Regions from separate parts of the Mus musculus genome. Here region 2 is linked to region 1. A link is a contact called in public promoter capture Hi-C data. All regions are on one chromosome and are shown on one strand. Each heading gives the region's core, a stretch centred on a gene start, on an enhancer-like site or on the middle of the called end of the contact. The rest is flanking DNA. Distances are from core to core; before and after follow the strand shown. Region 1 holds the start of Otof (otoferlin). Region 2 overlaps Kcnk3 (potassium channel, subfamily K, member 3).

The links. Promoter capture Hi-C pulls out the DNA fragments that hold promoters and counts their contacts.
Region 2: a contact with region 1 is called in a promoter capture Hi-C map of 3T3-L1-derived adipocytes, with 2.8 times the contacts expected there. The contact joins the enhancer-like site here to the promoter of Otof in region 1. A contact is called at or near these places in 26 of 39 promoter capture datasets (the 3T3-L1 cell line, 3T3-L1-derived adipocytes, the C10 cell line and 16 more), 3 of 15 datasets of contacts at CTCF or cohesin (embryonic stem cells and stem cell-derived epiblast-like cells), 10 of 484 Hi-C or Micro-C datasets (the C10 cell line, cerebral cortex, cortical neurons and 4 more), 5 of 115 datasets of contacts at active chromatin or transcription factors (embryonic forebrain, embryonic stem cells and kidney) and 4 of 9 other capture datasets (embryonic stem cells, liver, macrophages and 1 more).

What each region holds. Positions count from the first base shown.
Region 1 is chr5:30,457,064-30,464,760 of GRCm38.p6, reverse strand. Otof (otoferlin) reads left to right here and starts at 2,829. Exons shown (of 47, transcript NM_001286421.1): 1 at 2,829-3,041. The coding sequence starts at 2,963.
Region 2 is chr5:30,623,313-30,631,090 of GRCm38.p6, reverse strand. Kcnk3 (potassium channel, subfamily K, member 3) reads right to left here. Exons shown (of 2, transcript NM_010608.2): 2 at 5,821-7,778. Among named protein-coding and RNA genes, the nearest start is that of Mir5625, 21 kb to the left of the region's middle. Within about 2 kb of position 4,595, at least 13 of the 459 cell types and tissues checked have an H3K27ac peak or open chromatin away from gene starts, as enhancers often do. A contact at or near this core is called in 3T3-L1-derived adipocytes, where this site is marked.

The sequences.
Region 1 (7,697 bases), core at 1,580-4,079:
AGAATGGCTGAAGCTTAGTGTGGCCAAGAAGCCACAGGTGTGGGCGTAGTGACAAATCAGTGAAGGAAATGTGCAGTCATATCTACTGTTTCCCAAGTTGCCTCAGGGCACATTTGCTTCACTAAGAAAAATATTAGGCAAAGTTGTGTTTAAAAGGTGACCATGGCTCTAATGTGACATACTCCAGGAAGGCTTTGAATGACCCCACTCCACTAGGTGAAGCCCTCACTTCCTCTCCATTCTCGGCCTCCCAGTCGGTCCAGTTTGCAGACCGCCTTCTGTGCACTCTGGACCACAAGCCCTCTGCCTATTCTGGGTGGACTCTGCATTGGCACCTGGTGTAGCTGGTAGAGTCATGCTATGCTAACTGGAATTGCTGTCGTCTTTGAGACGGAGAAACTGGGATTTGACAAAGCTTTTAGGGCTGCTCCGTAGGACTTCCCTTCAGCATGTGCAGGGCTGTAAGAGGCTCCATGAAACTCACCCTTTAGAGTAGAGAACCAGGGGACCCTTGAGGAGAGGGCTGCTAAGTACCACCGAACCTTACAGACAAAGATGAATTTGTGTCATTTTAAAGGGACATTAACTTTGGTTTTAATTTTTTTTTAGATATTTTCTTGCATTCAATGTATGCATTTTTGAAGAATTTTCTAACTCAATATAGTTAAATATACATCAGAAAGGGGAGCGGAAACTGAGGAGAGAGAGGAAAAAGAAAGTACAGAGAAAACTAGGGCTGAAAAACAGGGAAGGCTCTTGGATGTCTGAGGTTACTCCACTGAGGGATTCTGAGGGATGCTATGCTGTGAACGTCTAGTACCTTCTCTCTTTAAACTTTCAAACCTGCTTATTACATCTATCTATCTATCTATCTATCTATCTATCTATCTATCTATCCATCCACCCACCCATCCACCCATCCATTATCTATCTATCTATCTATCTATCTATCTATCTATCTATCTATCTATTTAAGTGGAGAGGACATGTCCCCCACCCCACCCCCAGAAGGGCATGTACTACAGCCCACAGAAGAGCAGTTTATCCTTGTCTACCATGTGTGTCCCAGGGATCAAACTCCAGTCGCCAGGCTGAGCCGTAGGAGCCCTTACCTGCTGAGCCATCCCACCAGCCCAAAGCCTGAAGACTCTCTTAGACAGGCCCCTGAGCTTCCAAGCCCTGTCAGTATTAGTTGGACATCTTGCCATGTCTTGAACACTAGATGCCCTGTGAAGATCTCGAGTGAAAAGCATCAGTGGGGGAGATCCATGTAGCAACCCCAGGCCAGTGATACCTGGATCAGGAGCCACTGAAAGGGGGTCCCAAAGTCCACCTGAGTGAGGGTGCAGAGTCACCCCTGGGGATAAGCCGCTGAGACCAGGAGGCAGGGACAAGATGGGGGACCCCTACCAAGAGTGAGCCGCAAAAGCAACGGCTTAGAATCCAGCCCCCAGCACTCCTTTCCCTACAAGCCCTTCCCGAAAGAGCAGACTTCTGCTGTTCCTTGGATATCCCTCTACAGATATCCCTCTGCTACCTCTAGCCACTGACTAGAGCAGGGAGCAAGATGGTTGTCCTCTCACTGAAAACTACTCATCAATAGTGTCGCCTCCTCCAGTTCTTTGTCTCCAGCCTGGGATGGGTAGGTTGGTGCCCTGACTCTTACAAGTTTCCTACCTAGCACAGTAGCCCCTGTGACCTCTCATTAGGGCTTCCCTAGTCACAGTCTCTCATTTCAGGACCAGCTGCCTGAAATTCAAAACTATGACCCAAGAACAGAGCATTAGAGCCTAGCATCCCAAGGGCACAAACAGTGCAGGACCAGGCATCAATGCATTGTCACTTCTGATGCTCCTATATAATAGGGGCCAGTCCTTGGGGACCTCCTTCAAACTGCCTTATAGAAGCTGCTGCTCTCCAGACTGTGTGTGTGTGTGTGTGTGTGTGTGTGTGTGTGTGTGTGTGTGTGTGTGTGTATGTGTGTGTGTGTGTAGTGTGTAGATATACAGATGTGTTTATGTTTATGTGTGGAAGCCTAGGGTCAACTTCAGTTGTCTTCCTTATTTATTTATCTGACTTGTTTATTTAAAGACGGGTCTCTTTAGCAAACCTGGAGCTTCTCCATTCAGATAGCTCCGCTGCCATTAAACTCCAGGGGTTCTCCTGTCTCCACCTTTCTGCCACCGCAGAGCTGGGTTAGAAGCCCTTGCCCCTGCACCGGTCTTTACCATAGACTCTGGAATCTAAACTCAGATCTTCATGCTCCTGTGGCAGACACTTTACCTACTGAGGCATCTCCTTTGCCCTCGGCTGAGGCACAGCATGATTTATCCAGAGCAGTCAGGTCTGTCCCGTCCATGATCTCCAAGCCTTCTGAGCATCCACAACCCTGGTGATTAGCTAGACACATCAAGAGACATCGTGGATACTGCCCAAGAGACCAGTGCCCCATTCAAGCTCAGACAGTGAAGTTCCAGATCCCCATGAGAAGTGGCCTGACCCCTCATCTGCCCATCTGCATGCCCTCTGCAATCTGTTGGCTCTGAGTGGCACAGCTTGCTCTGCCCTGCCAAGTGGCAGGAGCTTCCATTCCAGGAGCTGGCAGGAGACACCTGAAGCCGGACAGGGCTTTATCTCGGAGCTGGTGCTGCTGAATAATGGATTCAGCATGCGTTCCTGGGCTCCTGCACACACTCACTCACACACACACACACACACACACACACACACACACACACACGCGCGCTACACACATGCTGGGCTGACAACCCAGAGGGGCGGGGCTGCCGGGGCTGCACAGCTCTGATGAGCTGAAGGAGCAGCTTGCTTTGGTTGCCTTGGTCTCTGTGGGCAGCAGCAGGAGGAGGCGGCAGCAGCCAGAGAAGAGGGAGGCGTGTGAGCCACACTCCACCAGCGAGCTTCTTCCCGCTGCTCTGGAACTGCCCAGGCTCTCCCCACCAGCATGGCCCTGATTGTTCACCTCAAGACTGTCTCAGAGCTCCGAGGCAAAGGTGACCGGATTGCCAAAGTCACTTTCCGAGGTAAGGTAGCCCCTGTCTCAGGAGGGTGCCAGTTCTGCAAGCAGGCTCAGCCCATATTCTGTGAGCTGATAGGGACGGGAGAGGACAAGGAGGAGGGATGGCACTGTAGCTACAAGGCTTCTTAAGAGTGCCCACCTGTCCCTGGCCTGACTAGCCTTTAAGTTTCATATGATCCCCGCTAGGCCAACCCGCCAGGGTCCTGGCAGAGTACAGATTCTTGGCTTAATGAGGGGTCCATCCCTGTGGTCACACAGACCCAGGACTAAGGGCCCCAGGCTAGCACCTTCCTGGGACCCCTTTTCTACCACTACTCCCAGACTGGCTTCTGTCTGCTGAAAAGGAGTCTATGCCTGAAAAGACCAGAGTGGCTAGTAGAAACCATGGCAGCCAGTGGTACTCTGCCCTCCAGCGTGGTGAGGATGCTGTTGGCTTTTCTAGACCTTCTGTTTCTGGACAGGAACATTATTCTGACCTTTCCTCTGTGGACTCCTCTTAGCTTTCTTCAGCTTGTATATTATGACCTATTGTGTACCAAATCTGGAGGGCTAGAAATGTGAGGATGAGTGTAAGGCAGGCCCTGTCCTAAAGAGCCACATCTGGTGGGGTAGGGGAAACAGTTAGCAGGCAGGCACAAGTATGTGATGACAAGCAGAAGGGGACCTGATTATCCTAACCAAGACTGGGAGCAAGCAGTCAGAGAAGGCTTCCAGGAGGAGGCAATGCTCAGCTGCTGGCTGAGAGATCAGCAGAGGGAGCAAGCAAAGGGAAGGATGGCGTGGGGGAATTAGGAACAGTGATCCCCAAGGCTGGGAACAGAGCTGGAGAAAGGAGAGACAGAGGCTACGTGAGCTGGAGCTCAGAGTGGAGACAGAAGCTGGGCTCCAAAGAGCCAAGGAGCTGAAGCTGGACTTCGGCCAGGGTATCTGGCAGCCCCTAAGGATCAAGTAGAGAAACACAAGGTCGGGCTCATCTCTGTGCCCACCCACCCCTGCAAAATTCAGCCTGCCTAGCCACTTTGACCAGGGTCAAGGTGCCATTCTCCCATGTGGCGCCATTCCCACCCCCAGGGGTCACAGGGAAGGAACTATATAACCCAGGATGTACACTGTCCCTGAACGTCTGCCAGGAGGGAGCTACGAGACAGGGCAAGTCAGTAGACATCCCAGTGGGAGTCTCCAGGTGCCCTGTGTCACCCACTCAGGCCCTGGGCTCTCTGCCTGCAACCAGCTGTTCACAGAGCAGGTGGAAGTTCCAGCCATGTCTTCTGGCAGGAGCAAGGCAGGCAGAAGTGACCAGAGAGTGGGCTGGACCACCTACTGCATTGCCGGCCACCCCAGTGGCTGCTTTTTCCGCAGTAGCCTAGCTCTTTGTGTGCCACCTGCTGGCTTGTGCTGGCTTGTGCTGGCTTTAGAACAAGTACATCCCTGGGTTCCACACACAGCCCTGGGCCTGATTCTTAGCCCTAGGTTACTTGGTGGCTACAGTTGTAACACCACAGACCCGACCAAGCAGGGCCTGTCTCCTTCCCAAAAAGAGAAACCAGGGTCCAGAGAGCCGACCAGTGAGTTAGTGAGGGATAGGGACAGTGGCCCAACTGTCATGGCTTCATCCTGGCCACCCAGTCCTGTAATCTCTTCTGTCTCCTCCAGGGCCCACAAGGAGTGGGCATCCTGAACAAAAGAGACTCATAGACTTTTTTTTCTCTTCGCAGAGGGCAGTGTTAGGAAGTTGAACCCAGGGTCTCCCACATGCTACATAAGCTCTCCCCTGCTGAACCATGTGTGTACCTCCCCTTTCCAGTCTTCAGTTCACTCTATAGCCCAGGCACGCCTGGAGCACACACTCCTCTTGCCTCAGCCTCTACGGTAGCTGAGACTACGGCCTGCCCACCAGGACCAGCTTTTACCTCTTCCTTTGAGCTGCCAGGGCAAACACCCTTGAATCAGGCTGTTTGTAACCCATGCTCTCCTCATAGTCAGAGGTAGAGCTTTTGGGGCAAGAAGTGAGGGGCGGGCAGTAGCAACAAGAAAAACTGCAGTCAGATCTCCAGAGTGAATGCTCAGACATTCCCAGCAGGTGGTAACTATGGGCACCCCCAAAACAACAGCTAACATTGACATTTCAGAGGGAACTGACCAGCAGTGCATGCCTTTCTTACATCTACAGTCCATGTTTAAACCACACTGCATTGGGGGTAAATTAGAAAATAGAGCTCCCTGCCCCCATCTCTCCAAAACCCTCAAATGAGGCCCTCAGCAGATGGGGTGGTGGGCCAGCATGGGAGCTAAGGGTGAAGGAGAGGAAGGTCCTGCCCTGAGGAGCTGCAGGGCAACAAAGAGGCATGGACTCCACCCTGCCTCACCCAGCATGGCCGGCCTGGGCCTCCCAGCAGCAAATTGGAAACAGTCGCCCCACTGCATGGAGGGGCCTCCTGCCTGCAGGAGCTGGCTCAGGAGCAGGACAGGTGCAGAATGCTTGCCGGATTCCAGTTTCTCTGCTCTTACTTCAACTCAAGTAATCACCAGAGCCACAGAACACAGGGTGGGAGCTGTCTGTCTGTCTGTCTTCTGCCTTGTGCTCAGCCCCTGTGACCTCCCCAGCCCTCCGCTGCCAGATCCCAGTGGTAGCTTGTCTCTCTACACTCCTCCCCTGAGCGTTCTTGCCACAGCACAAGGCTGAGAATCCTCCAGACTTCCACTTATTCACCTGGCCCGCCTGCTGGTACGGAGGTCTTCTGTAGCGAGGCTTCCTGTGGGGTTTCATCTTTACACCCCTCCCCACACCCCAGCTTCCGTCCTACTACACTGAATGCTGATCCCCAAGGTGCCAAGGGCGTCGCGCCTGAGACTGTGTACTTCTTTGTTAAAGAATGGCCCCCATTCTCCGCCTTACAAATGTCCATCTTGTGCGTACTTCAAGGCTCACTAGTGTGCCACCTCCTCCAGGAAGTCTTCCCCTCCCTTCCACATCCTGTACACCCTCTTGTAGCTCTGCCATAGTTTCCCCGTGGGCACAGGTCACACTCTGTGAGCTGTGCTACCTCCTGAGGACCCTCAAGGTAGAGAGCAGATCTCAGCTGAGCTGCTAAGCAGCCACCATAAGAAATTCCCTCGTTCTCTGAGGTCTCTAGACTTTTTGTTTATTTGTTGGTGTTTTGAGACAGGATCTCATGTAGCCCAGGCTGGCCTTGAACTCTCTGAAGCTGAGGATGACAGGACTACAAACACACAGTACCATGTACCACACTTTTCACTGTTGAATGGGCTTAACGTCTTCACTGCCACTCCTTCCCTGTCACTCCTTGGCTTAGCTCAACTGTAAATGTCTCCAGAACTTGGTGCTATAGGATATACCCAGATGAAAAGAGATCTCAGGAGCCAAGAGCTGAGAACACCAGCTCTATCAACCTTCCTTCTATCAGCCGCTAGCTCCGAGAAGCTTCAGGGACCAGGAGGAAGGCTGACTTCATCCTTCAGCAAATGTTGGGGGTGGTCTAACCCAGTCCATGTCACTCAGAGCCCCAGCAGTCAGGGAGTGCTTCCTGTAAGGGGAGGGAAGGTTGGCCTAGAGAAGCAGGTCCTAGCTGGGTCTGGATGCCATCTCTGCATACGTGGATACAGGACCCTTGAGGATGGGCTGTTGGAGACAAAGCTACTCTAGATGAGGGAGTGGAGTGGGCTCCCAGCCAGAACAGCTGGGAAGCCAGTACCGTGGCTAGAGGCAGGAGGATGGGGGTGAGTGTGCCCTAAGGACAAGTGTACCCTAGAGGCCTTGTTTGCTTGTTTGTTGGTTTGTTTTGTGACTATAACTTCTTTCTGGAACCACCTTTGTCATCATCCCCAGTAAGGGAGTCAGACTATCCAAGGCCCCCATCCTCAGCATTTCCCTGACTGCCTAGGCCATCCTAGCACCTCTGCTCTTGGAGAATGGGGCAGGTGTTCCTCTTCTGAAGGCAGAAGACAGAGGGGCTCCCTGAGAACAGCAGCTTTAGTCCATGCTGGTGTGGGCACAGTGCTGTGCTTTTGACATAGCTACAAGATTGCATCTTCAGCATCCTTCCATCCCTCCAACACACCTGGGGGACACCTGGGGACACCTTCTTGCCTAAATCCCAGGGTGTCGAGAGATCCTCCTTTTCTTCCTTCTCCTTCCACCCTCCTCCCCTTCCTCTTCTCTTCCCTCCTCCCACTCCCCTCCTCCTCCTCTTCTTCCTTCCCCTCCTTCCCCTCCTTTCCCTCCTCCTTCCCTTCCCCTCCTCCTCCCTCCTTCCCCCTCTCCTCCTCCTCCCCTTCCTCCTCCTCTTCTTCTTCTTCTTCCTCCCCCCTTTCCCCTGAGTAAGCCCAAGCAGATGCAGACCTGGTAGGGAGCAGATATTCCACCCAGAACGTTCCCTAGGCCCTCCTGCTTTGATACGGGAAGGTACTTTCATGCTATGAAAATGACTGTAAAATTATCTTCTGCTACAAAGGCACGCAATGAACACTGCTGGAAATGTCTGGAGAGAGCCAACCTGCAAACGATTCCCCAGAGCAGGAAGGCTCGCTTATCACGTCCATCTCTACTGGCAACAAAAAAGCTGCCTTCTCCTACCTACACCCACTCCATGGTCAGATAAAAAATACAATAAAAAGCTTCAAATATATACAAGAGGAGGGA
Region 2 (7,778 bases), core at 3,346-5,845, 160 kb before region 1:
CAGACCGGATGACTAGCAAGGTGGAAGGTGGAGAAGGAGGGTGCCTGCAGTTGTAGGTAGAAACTTGGGCATGAAACCCAGTCACATGGGGCAGCGGGACTCACTCAAATACCCCAAAGAAGGAGAGGACATCTCTTGTCTGGGGGTTACCCTTGATGAAGGGCTTGCTGCTTTTTTGTTCCTGTGATGGAGGGACAGGACAGGGGCAGAACTGGCAGGGTCTCATGGGGCACTGTTTGGCATGGTCAGCATGCTTGAGTGTCCTGTGTGTTGACTGGATGATGGAAGATAGCAGAGGGCTGGTTTGGGGACAAGAGGAGGCTACAGGGCTCTCAAGGGGCAAGCATTGTGGAAAAATCAGCTTGCCTTTCTGTGTAAAGGGCTGGGAGAGGCTCCTGAGAGGACTCTGGACCCCAGTGGGTGCCAGCACCTGCGTCCTGGCCTCAGAGAGGGTTCTACTGTCTCTTTTGTCGTTCTTCCCAGCTGACTGTGGAACAGCCAGAAATAGAAGGAGGGGGCGGAGGAGAACGCATCGCTTCCATGTCTAAGTTCCTTACCCGAGCCTGAGGCTTGGTCTGTCCTGGGAGCAGGGAAAATACCAGTGCTCAGTGGATTTGATGGAAGTTTCCAACTGAGCTAGACTGGATGAGGGACCTCTCTACACCAAAGAAAAACACAAATCTTTGTGACTGGCCCTCTATGTCCTTCAAAAGACAGGAACAAGAGGTACAAACCAGGCTAGTGTTAAGCCCTGAAGGGAAGATGAACAAACCACCTAGCAGCCCTGTTTCTTCCTCCTTGTGGTCCTCCAGGCATAGACTGTGCAGTATCCTATTACAGAAGGGCCATGGGGTTTTCAATAGTAGCACAATGCATTTGGGTCCATCACCTTCCATTTCCCATGACAGGAGCTCCTCTAGTTAGGGATCCTGGTATTTCTCAGTAGCCCAGCAAAGCCCTTTGCTTTTTTCTCCCTACCATCGACATTGAATCTAGTGTTTCCCTAAAGGTCACAAGATGGCTGCCACAGTTCTGAAGGGTACACAGATCTGTCTAGTCAAAGTATAGGGCATATTTCTATTCCTCTGATGCCTTCTTATAGGAAAAAGGCCTTTCCCAGTAGTCCCACTGAAGCCATCCCTGAAGAGCCCCAAACTGAGACAGGACCTAATGTTGAGGTCACTGGGATCAGCTGAATCCCTGCAGGGGCCTGGGTTCAGGGAAGGAGGAGCCTCTGAGAGATGTCAGCAGTCTGTCATCAGGCAGAAGGTTGCAGAAATGGCTCTTGCTTCGGTAGTCCACTGAGTCTGCCACAATGACCCTCATGATGAGCTCTTGGTGGGCCGTGAAGTCAGTGGAGGCAGCATCTGAATGTTTGCCTTGTGTTCCTAATGGGAATGGCTTTCAAAGCAGAAGAGGGGATGAGTGTCTGTGTGGCACAGCAAGCTCCTGGGTAGGAGAAACAAGAAAGCTGTCCTTGAGAAAGGGGTCAGGCTGATGGGGGCATCCAGGTGTATACTTACAGGAAAGGGAAAGAAACAACTGGGTATTTGACCCAAGAAAGCCTGGAGGTTCCTGTCCCTGTGGAGAGCCACTTTGACTTGTTTGGATGAAAGCATCTGCTGTCCAGTGACAGCCTCAAAACACAGCTGTTGTCTCAGTGGAAGGAAGACATGATGGTCCTTAGAGTTAACACATAGTGGGAGATGGAGTCACTCAGAGCATGGGGTCCTGTGGGCTGGGCTGTTCAGCAGATTCTTGCTTGGGAAGGGCTAAGCAGCAAGGTTGTGGTTCATGGGAGGGCTGAGCTCAGTCCCAGGTCCTAGAAGGCACATCCTCTTCCATCTTTGAGAAGGGCCAGAAGACATCTTTACACAGGGCCCCCAGCAGGTAAATGCCTAAAGCTTTGTTGTTCCTCAAATTAAGGCAAGGCAGAACTCTTCACTTAAAGAGTGGGTAAAGCCCAGAGCGAGGCCAGAGGGCCTGGCAGACTCTCTACCCTGGGACAGTTCTGCTCTCCAGGGTTGGATCCTCACAGTCTATTGGCCCAAAGTCTCTCAGCCCTGATGTTGGAGAGTTCAAATCTCAGGACTTCTGGGACTTCAGTCTGATCCCGGAATGAGATCACAGCATTCCATGACTGTGTATGGCCTGTGTACAGGTACCCTATTCCTGGGAGCAAGAACTGTGGTAGATGAAGACGTGTAGAGGTGGCCAATGAATGTAGGGTCAGAGGTGTGATTTTTGTTCCCTCCTGCTGAGGGCAGAGATTGTTGGCTGGACATTTCACGGACAGGGTGAAGTACGTGAAGAGTCCCTTACACTCTGTCCCTATTTGCCAATGAATTCTTGGAACTGTGTCCACCTGGATCCTCCTTAAGCTTGGGACCTTGTCCAGCCACCAGAAAGCTGTAAACAACAGGGCACTGGCTGTCTCAGATCCCTTAGGACCTGACTGCTGTTCTGGCCCAGCACAGCAGCCACTAAGGAGACACTTTAGGCTCTGCTCAGTGCCTCTGATACTGAGTTCTGTGACCTTGGTCACAAGGCAAGACCTTTATCTTTCTGATGAGGGTGTCAATTCTTGCCTAACTTACAGTGTTGTCCTTGTGGTCAAATGCTGTTGATGTAGACTCTCCAGGTGTGTGCATCACTGACTAGAGGGGATCAAAGAGACCAGTACCATCAGAATCCCATCTATGAGTCCTCTATGCAGCTGGGAGACAAGGGGATGTGAGTCTTCTAGTTTGTCCAGATGTGATGTAAATTTCCAGCATAAAAGTGACTCAACTCCAGGATTAGAACTTTCCTCCAAAGTCAGAGCAGAGGGGCCAGGGTTCTGAGCTTGTGCATGCTCTTGTGTGCATGTGTGCATGTGAGTCTATGTGTCTGAATATGTGTGTGTGAATTACACACTCTTGTGTGTATGTGCATGAGAGTCTGTGTGTCTGAATATGTATGTGTGTGTGTGTGTGTGTGTGTGTGTGTGTGTGTGTGTGTGTGTGTGTGAATTGGGTGTGTACATGTTGACAAGCCAGGTTCTGTGGCTACTAACCCTGGCTGTGCCAGTATCTTGTTTCATGAGCTTGGATCTATCATTTCTTTTCTGTGAATCCAGTTCCTTTTCTCTGAAAGGTGGGCGCTGGTCCTCCGATCTGGGCACCTGCTTCACATACGTCTATTTCTCGATGTCCTTTGGCAAGGGTGGGGGGAGAAGCTGGAGGGCAGTTGCTTCAGCCACAGGGGGACACTGAGTCCACCCAAGGCTGGGCTTGTTAGGCTGTGGAGGAGAGGGAGCCTTGGTCTCATACTCTTCAATGGCCAGACCTTTTCTAATGACAGTGACCACTGCCAGGCAGTGAGCAATATGATGAGTGAGGGCACGAGCTTCATCCACCAACATTAGCCCTGGTTCCATGTTCAGCTTTGCTATCAACTCCCTGCCTGCTGTTAGACCAGTGGGCTGGCTGCTCTGAACCTTTTTTTTTTTTGGTACATAATGAGCTTTGCTAGTGTGTATTTCATGTTGTTAGAGCTGCCAGTTACAGATGACTTACCAATTATTAAAGTTTATATTTACCTGTTTGTTTATTAATTCATTCATTTATTGAGAACTTTATGTAACCCAGGATGACCTTGAACTTGCTATGTAGCCCAGGATGACCTTGAACTTCTGATCCTTCTACCTTTATCTCCCAAGTGCTGGGATTATAGGCATGTGACGCCTTTAGGCAGTGCTAGAGATCAAGCATTGGCTTTGTGCATGCTAGGCAAGTACTCTACCAACTGAGCTACATCCACAGACCCTAGTTGGGGATAAGAGGGAAGGATAAGACCTACTTCCCTATCAGTGATATTGTGACAGCCGAGGAGGTCCCCAAGTGTGCCCTGGGAAGTCTGGGAAGTATCAGGCCAACAGAGGATCTGGTATGGAATGAGTTTGAGTGTTACTCAAAACGAGCAGTGGTTTCGCTGCAGGTCTTCTAAAAACTTTTACTAAGCTTAGAGTTTTGTGGAGTTCAGACAGTGGTGATGTGTGCATCCTTCTTCCAAATTCATTAGAGCAAGGACTACCCTTCTCTTCCTTCTTGGTGTTTTGAGACAGGCTATATGCAGGCTGGCCTCAAACTCATGCCAATCTCCCTGCCTTAGCCTTCTGAATTGGAGATTGCAGGCATGAGTCACCAAGCCCAACTTAGCACCTCCCCTATGAGCGGCCACTGGCTTGCTTAGAGAGGAGCTGCCATTGCATCCCTCTTTTCTCTTGGCTCCCAGGAAGCTTATTCCCATTGACTCTCACCCAAATCCCAGTGCTGGTGGGAACTTCAGACATTTGCTCCCGTTCCCTCTCCTCTGCAGGCTTTCAACGTCCATTTTCCTGTGTCTTTCAGTTCAGGCAGCCTCAGAGGTGAGGAGGTTGGGGGCATGTGGGGGGGGCACTGACAGTGTCTGGACACGAAGATCCTGTGTTAGTGCTGAGCTCTGGGTAGCTCTGGGTGGGACTGGGGTGCAGGCCCCCTCTAGGAATCCCTGCAACATCTGTTTGTGATACTTTGTCCAGGGCGATGTTGAAAGTAGGGCAAGAGCCATGTTTGTGTCCCGCAAAGCACTGCTTAGGAAAGTCCAAGTGACCATGTGCTGGACACCACTGACCTCCAGAAGGACTCACCTCTGCTGACGCTGTATCTCATAGAGCTGAGCAGCAAACCTTTGGGCTTTGATTAAGACGAAGTAGTCTTAGGAGTGGATGAGCCAGGTTTTTACTGTGCCCAAACAGAGGCCAGTAGATTACCAAGAAACATGCCATAGAACCTGCCTGCTGTTACTTCAAGGGATGCCTAGAGATTCATCCCAGGGAGGCTGGTGTGTCCTGGAAAGGGCACAGGTTTTCTTTGAACCCAGAACCTCTCCACAAATATGTCCTATCTCTCTAGTTGGTCTAAGTAGATAGAAGGAAAGATTAAGGGAATGTGTCTCTAGCCCAGGTCCTTGTTTCTCTAGCATGTCTTTATCTGTGAGTAAAGGGAATCAACCAAATAGGTCCCAGGTGGCATTTAAAACAAGGAATAGAACGGATATGCACACCCTGAATGTGGTAGGGTGGTTGTGAGTCATGGCGTGCAGACAGATTTTGGTGCCAAAGGTATTACTATGGTTCATGCTTAGGGAAGCCTGGATACCCTTGGCTAGTTGAGTCAGGTGTTGGTACCAACTGGGCACAGTGCATCTGCTTTCTATATATCTGTCTTGGGCTCTAGGGTCCATCCCCAAGCATGTGCTACTCTAGACCATGAGTAGCACACCCTAAGAAAAGGTATTTGTGATGTGCCCATCTTTGAAAGTGATATTAGTGTGTGTGTGTGTGTTGTGTCCATCAGGCTACTGGGGTCAGGGAGGAGCTGAGGTCACCCCTGGAGGCTGGGGCATGTCCTGTTTGACTCTGCAGTCAGCTGAGGAGACAAAGTGGGGAGTCACCAGCTTTGCTTCTTATCCTACCTAGGTTGCCATTCATGGCTGTGTGACTCAGGGCAAGTTACTTGCCCTCGTTGGCCTCGTTTACTTGTGTACAGAGGGAGGAAAGGGCCCAGTCATTTCTAAGGTCCTGTTCTCACAGTCTGTTCCAGGAAGACGGAATCTTCTGAGCTCTGGATCTTTTGAGAAAATCCTAAGTGAAGCCAGGCTTCACTCCCAGGTTTCTACACAAGAAACCTGCACCCAAAGCAGTCTGAGAAGCCCCAGGGGAACGCACTAGGTGAGTGGTGGGACAGGGTGACAGGGTGACAGGGTGAATGACTAATGACAGAGGAGCGGGAACCAGAGCCTGGTCTCCATGGACAGCATTTATTAGGCGCCATTCTCAGTGTGAAGACAGATGGGCAGGAGCTGCTGAAAAGGGGGCCAGGGCAGCCACAGCCTGGGGACTTAGGGGCTGCCCGGGTGGGTGTGGGGATGTCACCCACACATATTGCATATTCTGTGGCAGTGTGCCCAGGCATAAGGCATTGGGGAAGCAGAAAGGCTGCCTGCATGGGAGGGGGTGAGACAGGAAGTGACAGTGGCCTTCTAGTTCCCTAGGCAAAGACCCTACAGGAGACCAGCAGTCCCCCATGCTTAGACCCTAGGGCCACTCTGCTGCCTTCCCCACCCTCTCTGTAACTTTGGTTGTGGCTCCCTCGGATCTGACGGGACTTGACCCCTCGAGGGCAGGGTCACACACAGGACAGAGGCAGCCAGCACTGCCTCCAGCCCAACATAAACACAGACAGCACCTCTCCAGCTGCTGGGTTCCATTCCCCCTTGACACAGGGGCCAGCTCCTCCACACGGACATGGGATACACACAGGCCAGATTCCTTCCACCTAAGGATTTCCCAGGACCTGGAGGACATGGTGGGGCTCTCTCTCTACCTCCCCAAATGGTCACATTGGCCTTACTCAGCAGTATGGAGCTAGGCCTGGGAACAGTGAGCAGAAGGCAGCTCTGCAGGGGAAAGGTTTCCCTTTTCATGGTACTGGGAATAAAACTTGGGGCTATACCCATAGCCCCACACATACCCTTCTGTTGTCCTGGTTTCCACCTCCAGCTTGTCCCCAGTAGCAAGCCACCCTCCACTGGGTTGCAGGTAGAGGAGGTAGAAGGCATAGCAGGCCCAATACCTCCTTCCCTCCAGAGGGGTGTTCCTGGCTGCAGTGGAAGTTACTCTAGCAACTTAGGATGCATTTATCCTGGCTTCTAGGCCAGGGAAAACGTCCCAGGATATACCTGTCAGCTGTCTGGGCTGCTCTGCCCAGTCCCTGAACTCTCAAGAGTGCCAACTGCTGGCTTGTAGTCCATGAGACTCAGTCCTTCTTACCTTGGTCCCAAGGACTTCCCTGCTTGTGAACAGAGACAAGGGTCCATTTAGAGCCTCAGTCTCTGGGCTAAAGAGTACCAGAGGCAGAGCCCTGGCAGTGGCTCAGGCTGGGGCTTTTGATTCTGGTTTAAACCCCAGCTGCCTACACAAAGCTGGGGTGTTGCCTGCAGGGGCTTCGCTTCTGAGGGCAGGCTGAGCCTGAAGAAAGAGCACTTGGGCTGGGAACAAGCCGGCAGGCTGTTCCCCTTCAAGACACCCCGGGCAAGTAAAAAAAAAAATTTTTTTTTTTTTACCTGTTTTCCTCTTCTGAAAAATGGCCATAAGAACTGCCCAGGTGACTTAACTAGAGTGTTATTACACTCAAATGAATACGGAGGTGGCACAGGGTTTCTGGGACAAAAAAACAAAAAACAAAAAAACAAACAAACAAAAAAAAACAACCTATGGACGAGTGAATGAGCAGCTGCAGCCAGGGACAGCAAAGGGGAGTCCATGTTTTAGATTCCAAGGGCAGTCCTGAAGGCTGGAGTCTCTCAGGAGCCCCTGAGAATGTTCCCAGACTCCAGGTGGCTCACCTACAGATGTCCACCCCGCAGAGGTGGAAGCCACAGTTTCTGCACACACTCTGCTCTAACATCTGTGGCCTGCCCTTTTTTTTTCTTCTTCTTTTTTTTTTTTTTCTTTCTTTCTTTTTTATCTTGCCCTCTGGGGACTAGCTTTAGGGGCTGCTGGGGTTTCCTTTTTTTTTTTTTTCTTCCATAACTGCATAGCCATGCAAAAAACAGAAGGGAGTGGACACGTAAGGTAGTGGAAGGCTGGGAGACATGGCTGGGGATGAAAGCCAGGTGGGACTGAGTGGGGGTGACCTGGACAAAAACACCTTGGGCTTTGGAGAACCCAGAGGAGGTGTAAGTAGAAGAGAGAG